Linked DNA regions of Gossypium hirsutum: region 2 is linked to region 1. Evidence: chromatin contacts called from public Hi-C data. All regions are on one chromosome and are shown on one strand. Each heading gives the region's core, a stretch centred on a gene start, on an enhancer-like site or on the middle of the called end of the contact. The rest is flanking DNA. Distances are from core to core; before and after follow the strand shown.

Region 1 (7,514 bases), core at 3,076-5,575:
ATAAGGCAGCAGCGAAGCCTTGCCCTGAAAATTATTCGAATTGTATTACAAAATCCAAGTCAGGTAAACATAATTGTAATGGTAATAACCTTTTTTGTAGATAGTGATGTTGATCAACCTATCTATGACAATAAGCGCCCTATGCATTATTCGAATCGTAAAGGTTGCTACTTTTGTGGACTCTTATTTATTTCTACTTTGCTTTTTGTTGCACGTATGGTTTCCCTGTATCCCTTTCAACTATGATGCATATATGTCGCTACGTCTTATTCTACTAATAAATCAATCTCCTGCTTTTTCTTTTGGTTGGATCATGGATGAACAAATGTGAGGTGAAGAAGAAAAGTAAGAAAAGGACTAGCTTATCGAAATGGCCCGACTTTTTAATTATTTATCGGAAATGACCATTTTTCCCGAAAACGCGTCCACGTCAGCACGAAGTCAAGGGACATGTCAGCAAAACGCTTCCCTGGGGGAGCATTTTGTCCACGTTAGCACAAAGCGCTTCCTTGAGGGTGCACTTTGCTGATATGGACAAAACGCTCTCCCAGGAAAGCATTTTGCCCCTATTTTTTAGGGTTATTATTTCAATGGTTTAGGGCTTTTAGGGTTTAGGGTTTAGGGTTTTAGTATTTTTTAAGGAAAACACTTGAAAATTCATTTGTTGGATTTAGATTTGAAACTCCAAATTCTTTGTTTGGATAAAAAATAAAAAGTTGGATTTTAATTTTGGCAAATCCAACTCTAATTTCATAAGACTTAAATTTTGAATATCAAATTCCATTTTAAAACTCTAAGATTGATTAAAAAATTTGATAAATTTTTTTGTTCTCTTTTCTTTCACACTTCATTCAAAACTCAAACAATAAATAATTAATTTTATTTATACTATATCGTCACCGAAACTTAAAATTTTCAGAATTTGACCAATAGGTGAACAGTCTGATCATCGTTATCAGTTCAATCGATTCAACCGATCCATTAGTTTGGTTGAATAAATTATTAAAAATAAAAATATTTAAAGATAGATAAAATAAATTCATTCTGTTCGAACACCAGTTCATCTAGTCTGATTAGTTAATGAGTCAATCAATCTAACCTCTTATTTCGGGCTGGTACCTCAATTGATTTTCAATCCAATTGGATTGACCGACTGGTTCAATTCAGTTATGAAAGCAGTGATGAAGTTTCATGCATTTAATTTAATACAATATAAATATTCAAAATTTTCATTTAGACCTAAGTAAGTCCACTTATGCCCAGTGTAATTGGTCTGACCAACTGGTCCAATCCGATTTTCAAAACCTAACTAGTGGTTGAACTGATTGGGCCATCAGTTTGTTGGTCTAATCGGTTCGATCAGTTTGACCGGTACAATCTGTTTGACCTATCCATTTGGATCTATGAAATAAATCATCAAAGAATTCATAAAAATAAAAAATAAAAAATTGGCTCAACCGATTTAACCGCCTAATCAATAGGTTTGTACTAATTCCCGAGTCAATCGGTCTAATGCCTTTTTCCAAACCCTAAAAACCTTAAACCCTAATTTAATTGATTTTTTTAATTTCATAGTTAATTTAATTAATTAACCCTCAACTCTAATTAAATTAAATTTTCCCTTAAAAAACACTAAAACCCTAACCCTAAAATAATAAAAACCCTAACCCTAAAAAATCGAGGCAAAACGCTTTCCTGGGGGAGCGTTTTGTCCACGTCAGCAAAGTGTGCCCTCAAGGAAGCTCTTTGTGTTGACATGGACAAAACGGTCCCCCAGGGAAGCGTTTTGTTGACATGTCCCCTAACTTCGCGCTGACGTGGACGCGCTTTCGGAAAAAATGGTCCTTTCCGGTAAATAATCAAAAAGTCGGGCTATTTCGGTAAATAACGAAATAAAAGGGATTTTTTTAGCAAATTACCCTATTTTTACACATCACTAAAATATATTGCCGGCTCACTCACCTTCCTTCCTGCCTGTTACTTTTTTGTTTTTCCTCTTCCTACCTGAAACCTTTGTTTCCCAGATTTTAAATGATGAAAAAAGCATTTAAACATATCTTTTCTTCATCTAACATGGCTAAAGTAATCGGATCGCTACTTTCTCCTACAGTTTTAATCAACAGCATTCATAAAATAAAAATCTCCTTTTGGACAAACAAGAGAACATAATAATCAAACATTCAAATACAATTTCAAGAATAGTAGCAATATTTTCTTATTTAAAAAATAGTAATTTTTCCCATTTAATATCATATGTATATGCAAAAGTGAAGAGGCTATTGATTTAATGTTGGAATAAACATTTCCCTCCATTTGATCCACTAAATCTGTTCATAAAAGAAATAGAAAATCCCAAAATCAACAGATTCAAAAGATTTAGTTAATTAATAAATTTTAAAACTAAAAAACCTTAAATGAGCAATGTGAAAGAAGGAGCTGGTTAAGGGGTTATTGTCGTTCGACGTCCAATTACCAGATCTTGACTTGGGTCTTATAAGTGGCGTCGTAGCCATGGGGTCTCCATCCTACCCATTTTCTTCTTCTTCAAACTTTTCTTCGTCACTTGTTTCGTAGTTGTTTTGGCTTCGCAAGAAAAGAACATGGGGAACAAAGCTTGCAGGTAGGAAGAGAAAAAAAAAAAGGTAATGGGCCAAGAAGGAAGCTGAATGAGCTGGCAAAATTTTGTGATGTGGAAAATTATTTTTACATCACTATTGAATATCAATCATGATTGACGTGGTAGGAATAATTTACAATCGGTTTGTTGATGCACTTCTATTTAAATCCAAAAATAATAAGGACGAGTGTACGATAGTTTGTAGCATTAATTTTTGGTACACTGATAAATTTTGTTTTACAGTTTTTTTCCACTATAATAATAATAATAATAATTATAATTATTACTATTATAAGTTAAATTTAGCTGTTAATATTTCAAAAAGACTTAAATTGTTATTTTTTAACAAAAATGTTGATTAAAATATTCTTTAATGATGTTGATGTGTCAACTTGTGTAGTAGTCTATATGCACTTCTTTCTGGCATGATATTGTTTGTCATATATACATGTTAATAAATATTTTAAAAGTTATAAAAATATTCAAAAATAAAAGAGTATAAAAGCTTCATAAAAATTCAAAAAATAGCATGAAGTACACTTAGATTGCAATGTGGGCTACAATGTTTACAAATTTAACGTGTTAGTTAGTATTTCTATTAAAAAAAATCAATTCAATTCTTTTTAAAAGGTTGATGATCAAAATTAATTTTTTTAAAAGGTTGAGTGTCAAATTTAATTTTAAAAAAGGACCAAATTGACAAATAAATGAAAGATCTATGGGCTAAAGTTGTAAGAATGCCTTACATTTTCTAATTAGTATTTAGTTTAATCATAATATCTTTTTTGAAGGTAAAGCAATATTATTAACGAAAAAACAAAAGTAAACAAACCAATATAGTTTAAGGGTACAACAAACAAAAGTTTAAGGATTAAAAAAAAGTAAAATAAATAAATAAAGGGTTAAAATAATTTTTTATATAAAATTAGAGGATCAAATAAGCACTTATTAAAATCTAATTTATACAATTTGTCTATTTTTTAAATATTATAATTTTTTTCTCAAAAAAGAAAAAGAAAAAGAAATACTATCATTTCAACCAATGTTTTTAGTATTATACGTCTACGTCCCAATATTCACCTGTCTTTTTGGGAAATAAAACAACACAATACTCATTGTTTAAATTAATTAGATAAGGATTATATTTAATATAATGAAAATAATTTGGTATACAATTAATGAAGTTTTTAGAATCCACAAGTAGTCAAAGAGTTGACTATTAAGGAATTAATGGTTGTGGCTGTTAGCAGTTAGTTTGCTTGTATAGTTAGCAGTTCGTTAGTCTGTTACTGATCAGTTGTTGTTAATCAGCTGCTAACTATGGCTTGTATATATATTGTTGGATATTGCTTTGTTGATACATAGGAAAGAATTACTCATTCTTGTTCTCTAAGGTATGCTTCTCAATATGGTGTCCAGATAGTTCTGTGTCTGCTATTGCTTCATCTCAGTTCCAGCGTCACGAATCTTCAGTCCCAGTAGTACGCTATCCGTCCGATCTTCACTCTGCTAGGTCTGCTTCCTCAGGGTCTGCTACCATTCAGCCTCGTCCAGCTGCTACTATGTTGTCTCCCATTCAGCTAGTAGTACTCGGGTTTCTCCTTCTCCTGCTGAGGTCTCTCCACCAGCCTCTTAAATGGTGTCCAGTAGTGTTCCGGTTGATGAGTCAATTCCTACTCCTCCTGTCAACACTTACCCCATGCAGACCCGGTCCAAGAGTGGAATTTTCAAACCTCGTGTCTTCTCAGTAGAGATTGGTGTTTCTGAACCGACTACAATTGAGGAGGCTTTGTCATCTAAGGAATGGGCTCTAGCAGCTAAAATGCATTATTTAGAAATCAGACATGGGACTTGGTTCCCTTACCTGCCAACTGGAGAGCTGTGGGGTGCAAATGGGTGTTTAAGCTCAAAAGACATGCCGATGGTTCAATAGCCCGATACAAAGGACGTTTGGTGGTCAAAGGGTATCTTCAGGAAGCTGGCATTGACTTCCATGAGACTTTTAGTCCGGTTGTTAAGCCAACAACCATTCGTGTTGACCTAACGCTTGCTGTAAAGTTTTGTTGGCATCTCCGGCAGCTCAACATCGACAATGCCTTCCTTAATGGTGATTTGTCCGAAGAAATTTACATGGTTCAACCTCCTGGTTTTGAACAAAATCATGGTGATCAACCTTTGGTCTGCAAACTCAAGAAGGCTCTATATGGTCTTAAGCAGGCTCCCCGAGCTTGGTTTTCTAAGTTGAGAGACTTCCTACTCATGTCCTAGTTTGTTTTGACAAAATCAGACAGCTCTTTGTTTGTTCGAAAAACTAAGGATGTTTGTCTCTATGTCCTTGTTATGTGGACGACATCATTGTTACTGGGAATAACAAAGGTAGCATTGATGAGTTTGTCACAATTTTGAATAAAACATTTTCCTTGAAAGACTTGAGGCATCTTTCTTATTTCCTTGGAATTAAGGTTCTTCCTACTACTGAAGGGCTATTTTTAAGTCAGCAGAAATATGTGCTTGATCTTCTACGGAGAGCCAAGATGGATCAAGCGGCAGGTTCACCTACGCCCATGGTCACCTCCTGTGTTTTGTCTCTCCATGTTGGCAGTGCAGTGGAGAATGCCTCGGATTACAGAAGTATTGTGGGTGCATTACAGTACGTGGTCATCACCAGGCCTGATATTGCCTTTGTTGTCAATAAGGTTTACCAGTTCATGCATCAACCTTTAGATCAACACTTTAAGGCTGTGAAACGTATTCTTTGGTACCTTTAGAACACCATGGATTATGGACTGCATTTCACTAAAGCTGCCAATCTGGATTTAGTAGGGTACTCAGATGATAATTGGGGAATCGATGTGGATGATAGACGATCTACTACGGGGTTCTGTGCGTTTCTCGGAGGGAGTCCAGTTGCCTAGGGATCCAAGAAACAAAAAGTAGTCTCCAGGTCCACTGCTGAAGAAGAATATCGTGGCCTTGCTCACACTGTCACTGAAATGGTTTGGCTTGATTCTCTCCTCTCTGAGCTACATATCTCTTCTACTCGCAAAGCTGCTGTTTGGTGCGATAACTCTGGAGCTGTTGCTGTTTCTGCTAATCCAGTTCTTCATTCGAAATTCAAACATGTCGAATTAGATCTCTTATTTGTCAGGGAAAGAGTTGCTGTTGGACTATTGCAAGTAGGACATGTTATTGCTCAAGAGCAAATAGCTAATGTATTCACTGAGCCTTTGTCTGGCCTTTGTTTACAAAGTTCAGGTCATGTCTCAAGCTTATTGCTAAACCTGGTCAGTCAGCAGTCATGAGAAAGCTGGAGGCATATTAAGGAATTAATGGTTGTAGCTGTTAGCAGTTAGTTTGTTTGTATAGTTAGCAATTCGTTAGTCTGTTACTGATCAGTTGTTGTTAATCAGCTGCTAACTATGGCTTGTATATATATCGTTGGATATTGCTTTGTTAATACATATGAAAGAATTACTCATTCTTGTTCTCTAAGGTGTGCTTCTCAATATTGACAAGTGTGCTACATGGTTATAGTAAAATATTAAAAAAAAAGACATATTTCAATTTTTTAAAGCTACTCGAGGAATAAAAAAAGTACACTACTATCAGTGTATCAAATACTATCCCGTAATATAATAATATTGTATAATTTTATACACTATCAATAAATTACGAGAAAATATTTGGCATACTAGTAGTGAAGTTTTAACACTCCACAAGCAAAGTCAAGGGATTGACAAGTGTCCTATAGAGAGGTTTAGTAAAATATTTAAAAAAAATACATGACAACACACTTTGAGTTTACCAAATATTAACCCTTAAATTATATAATAATATATTATGGGTAATTATGTGGTGCACATGTGATGTAAATTTTTAACTCCACAAGCGAGGTTAAGATTTTGCCATATGTCATATTTATTTATTTTAAAAATTTTTAAATACAACTTAAGGAAACATGAAAAAATCTTAATCCAGTTGTAGAGTTAAAAGTTTCCACCACCAGTGTATCAAAATTATTAAATTTAAAAAAAAATACAATACTTGTCATCGTTTATTTTACTAATAAAACATAAATTTATGAGAAAATATTTGATACATTTTTATTGGAGTTTTTAAACTCCATAAAGCAGGGTTAAGAGATTGATAAGTATCCTACAGGGTATAATAAATTATTAGAAAATATATATTTTAAAAAAATGATACATGTCAATTTTTTAAGGTTAATTGTAGAATAAAAAAAATATATTGCTAGTGTACTAAATACTCACTCTAAATTTATAGGTATCAATATATGAAATATAAATCCAATACTGGCTAATATATTAAATAAGCCCTTGAATTTTGTTATCTTATTTAAATAAAGTCTTTATATGTAAGCCATTTAAATTTACTTGGTACCCGAATAAGCTTTTAAACTTATATACAATATAATAGATTTTCTTTGTTAATTTATATTTTAATATTACTTAATCTTTCAGTTAGCTTGTAATTAATTACACTTATATACATAAGTAAAGTCAAAATTCTTTTGAGGGTTGGAATTAAGTAATATATTTTTATGAAAGTAAAAATATAATTTTATCTTTTTAATAGTCTATATCTTTATAATTTTTAAAAGAACAACTAAAAAAGTTATATTTTTTAGTGTCAATGTACAATTTTATCATCTACTAATTTAAAATTTATAAATTATAAAGGAGCTAAAAGTGTAAAATTTCATTTCTGCCCTGCCCGCTCGCCTATGCTTACATGTTCTTTTTCTTAATTTATTTTCCTCTATTCCAAAGTGGCCATTCATGTAGTGGTGAACTCTTCCTACGTAGCTACGAGCTCAACTAAAGTTGGAAGCTCAAGCAAGTCTGCTAGCTCCATGGTTGCGAGCTTAACTAAAGTT
Region 2 (7,514 bases), core at 2,690-5,189, 230 kb before region 1:
TCAGATTTTGTCCATTGGAAGCTTCAATTTTGTCAACAAAATTCAGGCCAAGTTTCTCACTCTCCATTCTATTCTTACTCTAAAAAATCATAATATTTCTTCACGTAAGTTTCTTGGAAGTGACAAAAATGGTTGAATATCATTCGTGAACGCACTAAAGTAGGATGAAATCTCCAACGAACACTTGATAATATCAAGCACCTCCTCCACTCTATCCACATTCATAACGGGCTAATGGGTAATAGGTATCTATGCTAGTTTTTCGTGGTGTTAACCAGATTTGTAACCAAAAAAAAAAATTGTCTATTATATAAAAAAAATAAAAACTGAAGCCTAGAACTTCATCGTCAGGGTAAATTTTTCAAGTTTCTTAGGTGGTGCTGAAGCCTAGAACTTCCTCGTTTACGTTCATTGGTTCTTTTTTCTCGTCCAGTACAACCACAATTTTCGAGTATCTTTCATTCTCCATTTTTGTTCACCCTTCACTGGTTCTCGTGAGGTCAAGATGCACTACAGGTTGCAGATCCACCATACGTAGAGATGAACCAAGTGGATGCTTTTTGGCCGAACTAAGCCAAAAGTTTAAACACATCAGTTTTTTCAAGCTTTTCCGCATAAACCAGTTCTCGATTTTAGACTAATTATTGGTTCTCTCAAATTCCCACATTTTCTGGTTTTGATGCAATAGTTCTCTCAAATCCTTCAAATGCTAGGATCCACACTAATGCAGATATTTAAAGACAATAAAAAGTCCGAAGAAAATAAAAAAGATAAATATCAAAATTATATTTTAATTTTGATTTAATATGTAACTACATACATAAATTTTAATTTGTACAATTTTATACATGAATCAAATTATTGATACAATTAGTAGTATTGCATCATTTTATATTATATTACACAAAAATATTTATATCTACCCCATTTAAAAATAAATTGATACATTTCTTTCTTTAAAATTAAAGTTCTATGTATATATTTAAATTACAACCAAAATTTCAAATAAATTCACCAAATTAAAGTTAATATCAAATTGCACAATAAAATGTAACCGCACCATGCATTGCAGATGCATTATACAGATCATTCACCAACTAGAAATTAGCAAATTCACCATGTTCATTAAATTAAAAAGTAAAGTCATCAAAACACAATCTTCGAAACATAAAAGAACTATAAAAGTTAATATAGAGTGTTCAAAATTTGATAACCCCTCTCAATCTAACAAGGGAAGTAATCAAACTATAAGGCATTAGACCTATCACCACCAGCCATGAAAGACAACTACATAAACAAGTTGGGTTTGGTTGCCTTGTATGTCGTCTTGAGCTTCCTAGTTGGTGGCCTGACCTTCTTGGATACCAGTGGGAATTTGATTTTGGAGTTGTGGAACTGCTTGGTGCTGTCCCTCTTGCAAAGTTTTGCTGGGATGGTAGCTGTCTTGATGATTTGAATACAAGGAAACCTCACCCGGTGACGAGACGCCATCTCAGTGTACATCTGTTCTACAGCACCATTGAGGGTTGTGTCTCGGTATTCCTTGTACATATTGTGATAACCAGTTTGACTTTGATATCGCAGCCAAATGCCATAGTTCTTGATCTTGGTAGGGTTTTTCTCAAAGATCTGCAATCAAAAACATTTATTGCGAGAAAAAAATTGGTTTCATGGTAATTTAGGAACAATGCATCATTCTCTTTAAAATAACAAAGGAACACAAGTGAGCCAGCATCAAAGCACAAATGCATTGCTACAAGGTTTGACACTAATTTAAGGTATAAAGCACGGGTAAATATGTAAGCATGTTGTCTACTCTACTCAACTACTCTGTTACCCGGACTTGGCAGTTAGGGGTGTTGTACCGGTGTCAACACGATCCAACATGGATTCCAACACTGGAAACGGATCAGATCCAGCAAAAATCAACGGACACAATGCAGGGAGAACTGAGGGAAAAAAAAACAGGAGGAAAGGAAAAAGAAAGGTGTATACACAGCAGAGGCGATGACGTCGGCCATCGACGACTTCTGACAAAGAAATTGCTGGAGGAAAAGGAAAAAAAATCTGCTAAGTAAAGCCCCAGCAGCAGGCGGCATAGCGAAGAAGACTAATGTTGTGACTTTTCACTTTTCTAGGGGTTTTTTATAAAATTTTTGACGCCGGTCCAGACTCCAGACCAGCCCATTATTTTATAATTCACAATGGGCCAAAAGTTAAAGCTTAAAAAGAAAAAGAAAAAAAAAACACCTTTCAAAAGAAAAGCAAAGCTGGAAATAAATTAGGTTATAAGAGGCATGAAAAAAATTATATTTTTTAAATGGGAGACTCCGTGTCCGACTTTTGGATAGTGTCCCCGACTCCCCTGTTTTGAGATTTCAAGAATTACTGTGCCCGAAACTTGGATCCTTACCCCTGTCCCTAGTCTCATTCACATAGCTCAACTGTCCCACCTCCAAAACATCCAAACTCCCGGTACAAGAGAGTTTTAAGAAGTATTTTCGTTTCTCAAAATCTAAGGTTTTATCTTCACTCACAGTGGTACTTCATTCTGGTGGCATCAAATGACATATACCAGGCTCAGATGAATAACTAAATACCATCCATGATTAGATCTAAGGCTATTCATTTAGCATGATGCTTCTTTTAAATCCAATCAAACTGATTGATCAAAACATGTTTCTAGATGAAGACCATTTCAAGCTCAAGTATGTGAAGATAATTTTTTTTAAAAAAAATAGAACATTTCTTATCCAATATGCAACACTTAAAACACACACAAAAATTAACTCGGGTGGCTTAAAATGTCTAATTCCATATACATGGAAATGGTGAAACATCATTCCCTCTTGAGAAACAAGATCTGGCTAAACTAAACCGAGAGGATAGAACATAAGCCTACCATGTTTAGCAGTGACAACTCTACATCTAGTATATGGTAAACAAAGCAATCAAATTAAGAAAGATATTAATGCTTAAAATGCTTTCTCTTCTAAAATAAACAATGAACCAAAAATCAATGTGTTTTATTTACAACACCTTTTCTCTTAAAATATAGGCATAAGAGAACCTCCAAGTTAAAATTATGTGATTAGGCCAACATTTTTTGCTTTTCCCCCTCTTTTCTTAAACACCTTGTATGTCATAATGCAGTAACTCCCAATTATGAATGAACAGAGTAACTGTAATCTTTCATCATTAATCAACACAACTAAATAGTAGAAGTTAATGAACAATATAATATAAGGTTCCTATATGATAAAATGCAATGCAATTAACTTGCTTAAGCCATACACTAATGGGGGGTTCAAAGTTGAAGAACAAGTAAGGTTGAATACCTCATTGATGGCCAAAACTTGTCCATTGCTTTTCTTCACCTTCTTCAGCTTCCTCAAAAAATACCTAAACATGGAACCAAAATTAAAATTCCAATCCCCTATCTCATCAAGGAAATCAAAACAAACGAAATCAGGAATTATCAGCAAATTGCAAATTTACAGACCAAAACTTGGATTTGGCACGGACTTCGTTAGTGGCCCAAAGCTTCATACGGTAAATCTTGGGATGCTCATCTGCGTCTGTAGGAAGACCTCTGCCCACCACTTGGTATTGATGAAACTGTTTTTTTTTTCAAAGAAAAATCAAAAATCAAAAATCAAAACCCAAAATCCCATCACCATTTTCTCAACAAAAAAAATGGAAAAAGAAAAGAAAATAGAAATTTGAACTTACCCTAAAAGCAACCATTTTGGGATACAGAAGAAGAGAAGCTGCGGCTCACTAGTTTGGTTTGGTTTCCTGGTTTCTCCCTTTGCTTCTCTCTCTGAATAAAAAACCCTGATAATACTTTCTTTTTAAGTTGTTGGGGCTTAACTGGGCCTTAGTACCTCATCCACCCAAATTCTAACTTTTTATAGAAGGCCCATCTTCCAATATTTTTCCGGTGCTGTGGTAGAAGGGTGAGATGGCTCGGTTCGGTTCTGTTTTTTAGTTTTTTAATTGAGTTGGAGTATTTGATTTTTTTTTGTTTTTTTCATTTTTCAAAGCAAACTCAACCAATTAACATAAGAAACCGGTTATTATCGAACCATACTTAATTGGTACGGATTTCAAGTTTTTATATTGTTTTTCAGATTTTAGCTTTTGGATTTTACTTAGATAAATTTATTTTTGGATTTGGACTTTTCAACTTTAATTAGATAAATTTATCTTTGTTTTATGTTTTTTAAACACTATTTAACAAATTTTTTTCAATTATACATAAAACCTTAATTAATAAATTTATATGAAAAATAAATTGTAAAATTTATAATTATAAATATTTGTTAAAAATCTAATTAAACCTTAATTTAATTACTCTCGATCTTCATTGAACATAATCAAATATTAAATCATTTATATTTTAGAACTCTCAACGTGTAATGATAGTTCAACTTGGAAATGTTAATTGATAACCAAAATTTTAAAAGTTTTAACAATAATAATAATTGAAGAATAAATACAGTACGTATTAAGTATAACTGAGATGAACACTTGAATTCTTATAAATTTTAATAATAATAATAATAAATAAACAATGAATTTGTGAGAGGTTGACACTCAAATTAGATTTAGGGTTTATTTTTTTTAATTATAGGATATGTAAAAGCATAATAAAAGTTATTTTTAGAATTTAAAAGCAATGGGTTTTGTTTTAGGTTCTAAATGGGTTTTTGTTTTGGCCTTATATGTTCAAAAAATATTGGCTTTTTTTTTTTTGAAAATTTTAAACTTTCTTTTTTTTTTTGGATTTTTCGGTGTCCAATGAAATAAACTGAAACAAAATCAAATTGATGTGGTTCAATGACATTATCTAACCGAAACTGAACTATAAAAAAATTGAATTATCGGTTCAACTCAATTTGGTCGATTTTTTGCTCAACCCTCCTAGGTAGTGGAAAATTTTGACTTGAGATTTTGTAATGTGCAATTGAGTTGTATTTTAAAAAAAAAAATTAAAAAAAATATGTGACAAAATCTCAACCTCGCTTGTGGAATGAGAATTTTTCACTGTCTGTGTACCAAATAATTACCCTTATTTTTTAATACAAATTATTAACGATAATTTTATTTAAAAAATTTTACTATTACAAATATAATACGGTGTATAAATAAATATTCAAACAATTAGTATGTAAAATCAAATTAGTACAAAGTCAACAAACGAGAAATTGAAAAGAAATGGACAAAATTTATCCATGGCATATGGACTGTGTTTGGTGCAATTGTAAAAAAATATATATTGTATTAATTTTAAAAATACATATTACATTAAAGTTCATACTAATTAACTAATAAGTGTTGTGTATAATGAGAAGACATATTGTTGTCTTAGTGAGAGAACTCGAGTTCAAACACTAAAGATAATATTATCGAGAAATCAATCACAGATCCCCAAAATATTAGTTTTCATAAACTATAAAAGAAACATGAATGATACTTTGATCAAATCCAAAATAAATCAAACTAACTAAAATTTAGTTTATATTTTGGCTTAAATACTTGTTTGGTATTTGAACTTGACACTAACTTTAACTTGATACTTATGGTTTTTTTTTTCTTTTATTCCAGCTTAGTATTTGAATTTTTTTAGCCAATGGTTGTAATGTAATAACAAAAAATGACGTGATAGTATAAGATTATTATATGTGACAACGTCACATCATTTACCTTGAAAAAATAAAAAAACTTTAAAAATTATTAATTTATAAATAATTTTAATAATAAAAATAATATATTGTAAGATATTTTCCTCTTTTAACCCTTTTTTTTCCTCCATTGACAAAAAAAAAAACAAAAAAAATCAGAGACATAGTGAAAGGAGTCAAACCTAAGACCTTAAGTGAGATTGAGACAACTCTAGAAAAATATAGGGCAAGAAGTTTTTTGAGAAATTCAAGTGTCGGCAAAAAGTCGATGTTTGTTATTATTCCTAATGCTCTAAGTTGATATTAGCTCTGGAATTGTGTTTATTCTACGTAACTTTTTTTTGGTAAAAAAAACACGGAACAAAGCAACTACATCAAACAATTAATATTAAATTGATCTAGAATTATTACGATTAACAATCAACAAATTTTTTATTGAACTTAGTGGAACTTCAAACAACTAGAGCAAAAAATTTCTTGTTGCAACATATTTAGCCATATGATCCGCTATTTCATTCTAAACTCTCAAAATATGGCAAACTCGTACTTTTCATCTTCTATGCAACAATTGATGTAGTAACCTTAATTTCACCTATCTTACTTATAATACTATCTGAGGTTGACATCAACCTAATATTCTAAAACATAACTTATCTTTCGGGTAGAATTAGGATATTTTTTAGGTAAGTTTTAAAGTTTTATGTTACTTATTTTACATATTTTATATTTATTTATTCATTTAATTAGAGTACCCGTTATATAACACATGTAAAGCCAAATATTTAATTAGTTTTAAGAGTTTTTAATTTATTTTTTTATTTATTAGATAGAATTCAACTATAAATTAAATTATGAATGCCAAATTTTTTACTTTTTAGAGTTTATATTTTGTTTCAAACATTATCATGTAAATATCTATGAAAGGAGGTTGGCTAGTTAAATTGGACAAAATTAAATAAACATGAAGTTTTCATTCTTTTTTTGTGGGAAGAAAGTTTCTTTTTAGAGTGGAGTAATTTTTCTTTTATTTCTTAGTTATCGATGTTTCTAGAAATCTTTCTAGGAGTTTCATAGATAGTTCAATTATTGATATTTTTAATCACTATTTTATTAAGATTTCACAAGATAAATTTATCTCTTATTATTGAATTTTTTTACTATCATTTTTAAGTCATTACTTTAGAATTTCTAAAAAAATATACATTTTTTTTATTTCTTTCTTTCGTCTCCCTAGCTTAGGTGTGTTAAAAGAAGGGGAGGTGTAACAACCCCCAACCCAACCTACGAGTTTCGGTTAAGTCGAAGGCATTATATTGATCACCGAGGTGATCCTATAAAGTCAATCTTTTGCTTTGAGTTAGATTGTATGAAAATCGCTCTTCTATTTTAAGGGGAAATATTCTTTAATTAAACCGGCTTTACTTAGCAATTCAATTACACTATTATTAATGTAAAGTTTTGAAAAAACAGTTAAAGTTGAAAAAGACTTTTCAAAACTTAGAGTATTTGTAAAGCAATGAAAAACATTATTAAGAGTAATAGTTTTCTAAACCAAATAACATGCAATTATCATAGTATTAACTAAATATCGTGCTTAGAATTCATAAGCTAAACAATCCCAAACCTAAGATATAAAAGCAAGAAATAATTAATAATTACAACCCTAAAAGCGATTAAAGAAAACTTTTAATGGAAACTTTAAAATAAGAATAAAAAATAAGTTGCTAGTCCAAGGTTCCTCCGATGTCATTCTGAGTCTTAGTTTCCTGCATTAACTGAAAGGTAAGAAAAAAGGGAAGTGAACGTATGGCAGCTCAGTGTGAGTCT

Evidence for each region. A called contact is a pair of places that touch in the nucleus more often than the background predicts.
Region 2: a contact with region 1 is called in a Hi-C map of leaf, with 6 times the contacts expected there. The contact joins the promoter of LOC107955702 here to the enhancer-like site in region 1. A contact is called at or near these places in 9 of 34 Hi-C or Micro-C datasets (anther, hypocotyl and leaf).

Annotation. Positions count from the first base shown.
Region 1 is chrA07:84,573,777-84,581,290 of Gossypium_hirsutum_v2.1, reverse strand. No RefSeq gene overlaps it. Among protein-coding and RNA genes, the nearest start is that of LOC107956417, 16 kb to the left of the region's middle. Within about 2 kb of position 4,325, at least 1 of the 9 cell types and tissues checked has an H3K27ac peak or open chromatin away from gene starts, as enhancers often do. A contact at or near this core is called in leaf, where this site is marked.
Region 2 is chrA07:84,805,007-84,812,520 of Gossypium_hirsutum_v2.1, reverse strand. LOC107955702 (60S ribosomal protein L18a) reads right to left here and starts at 3,939. Exons shown (of 4, transcript XM_041116944.1): 1 at 3,733-3,939; 2 at 3,503-3,618; 3 at 3,339-3,402; 4 at 1,105-1,629. The coding sequence starts at 3,747. The coding sequence ends at 1,288.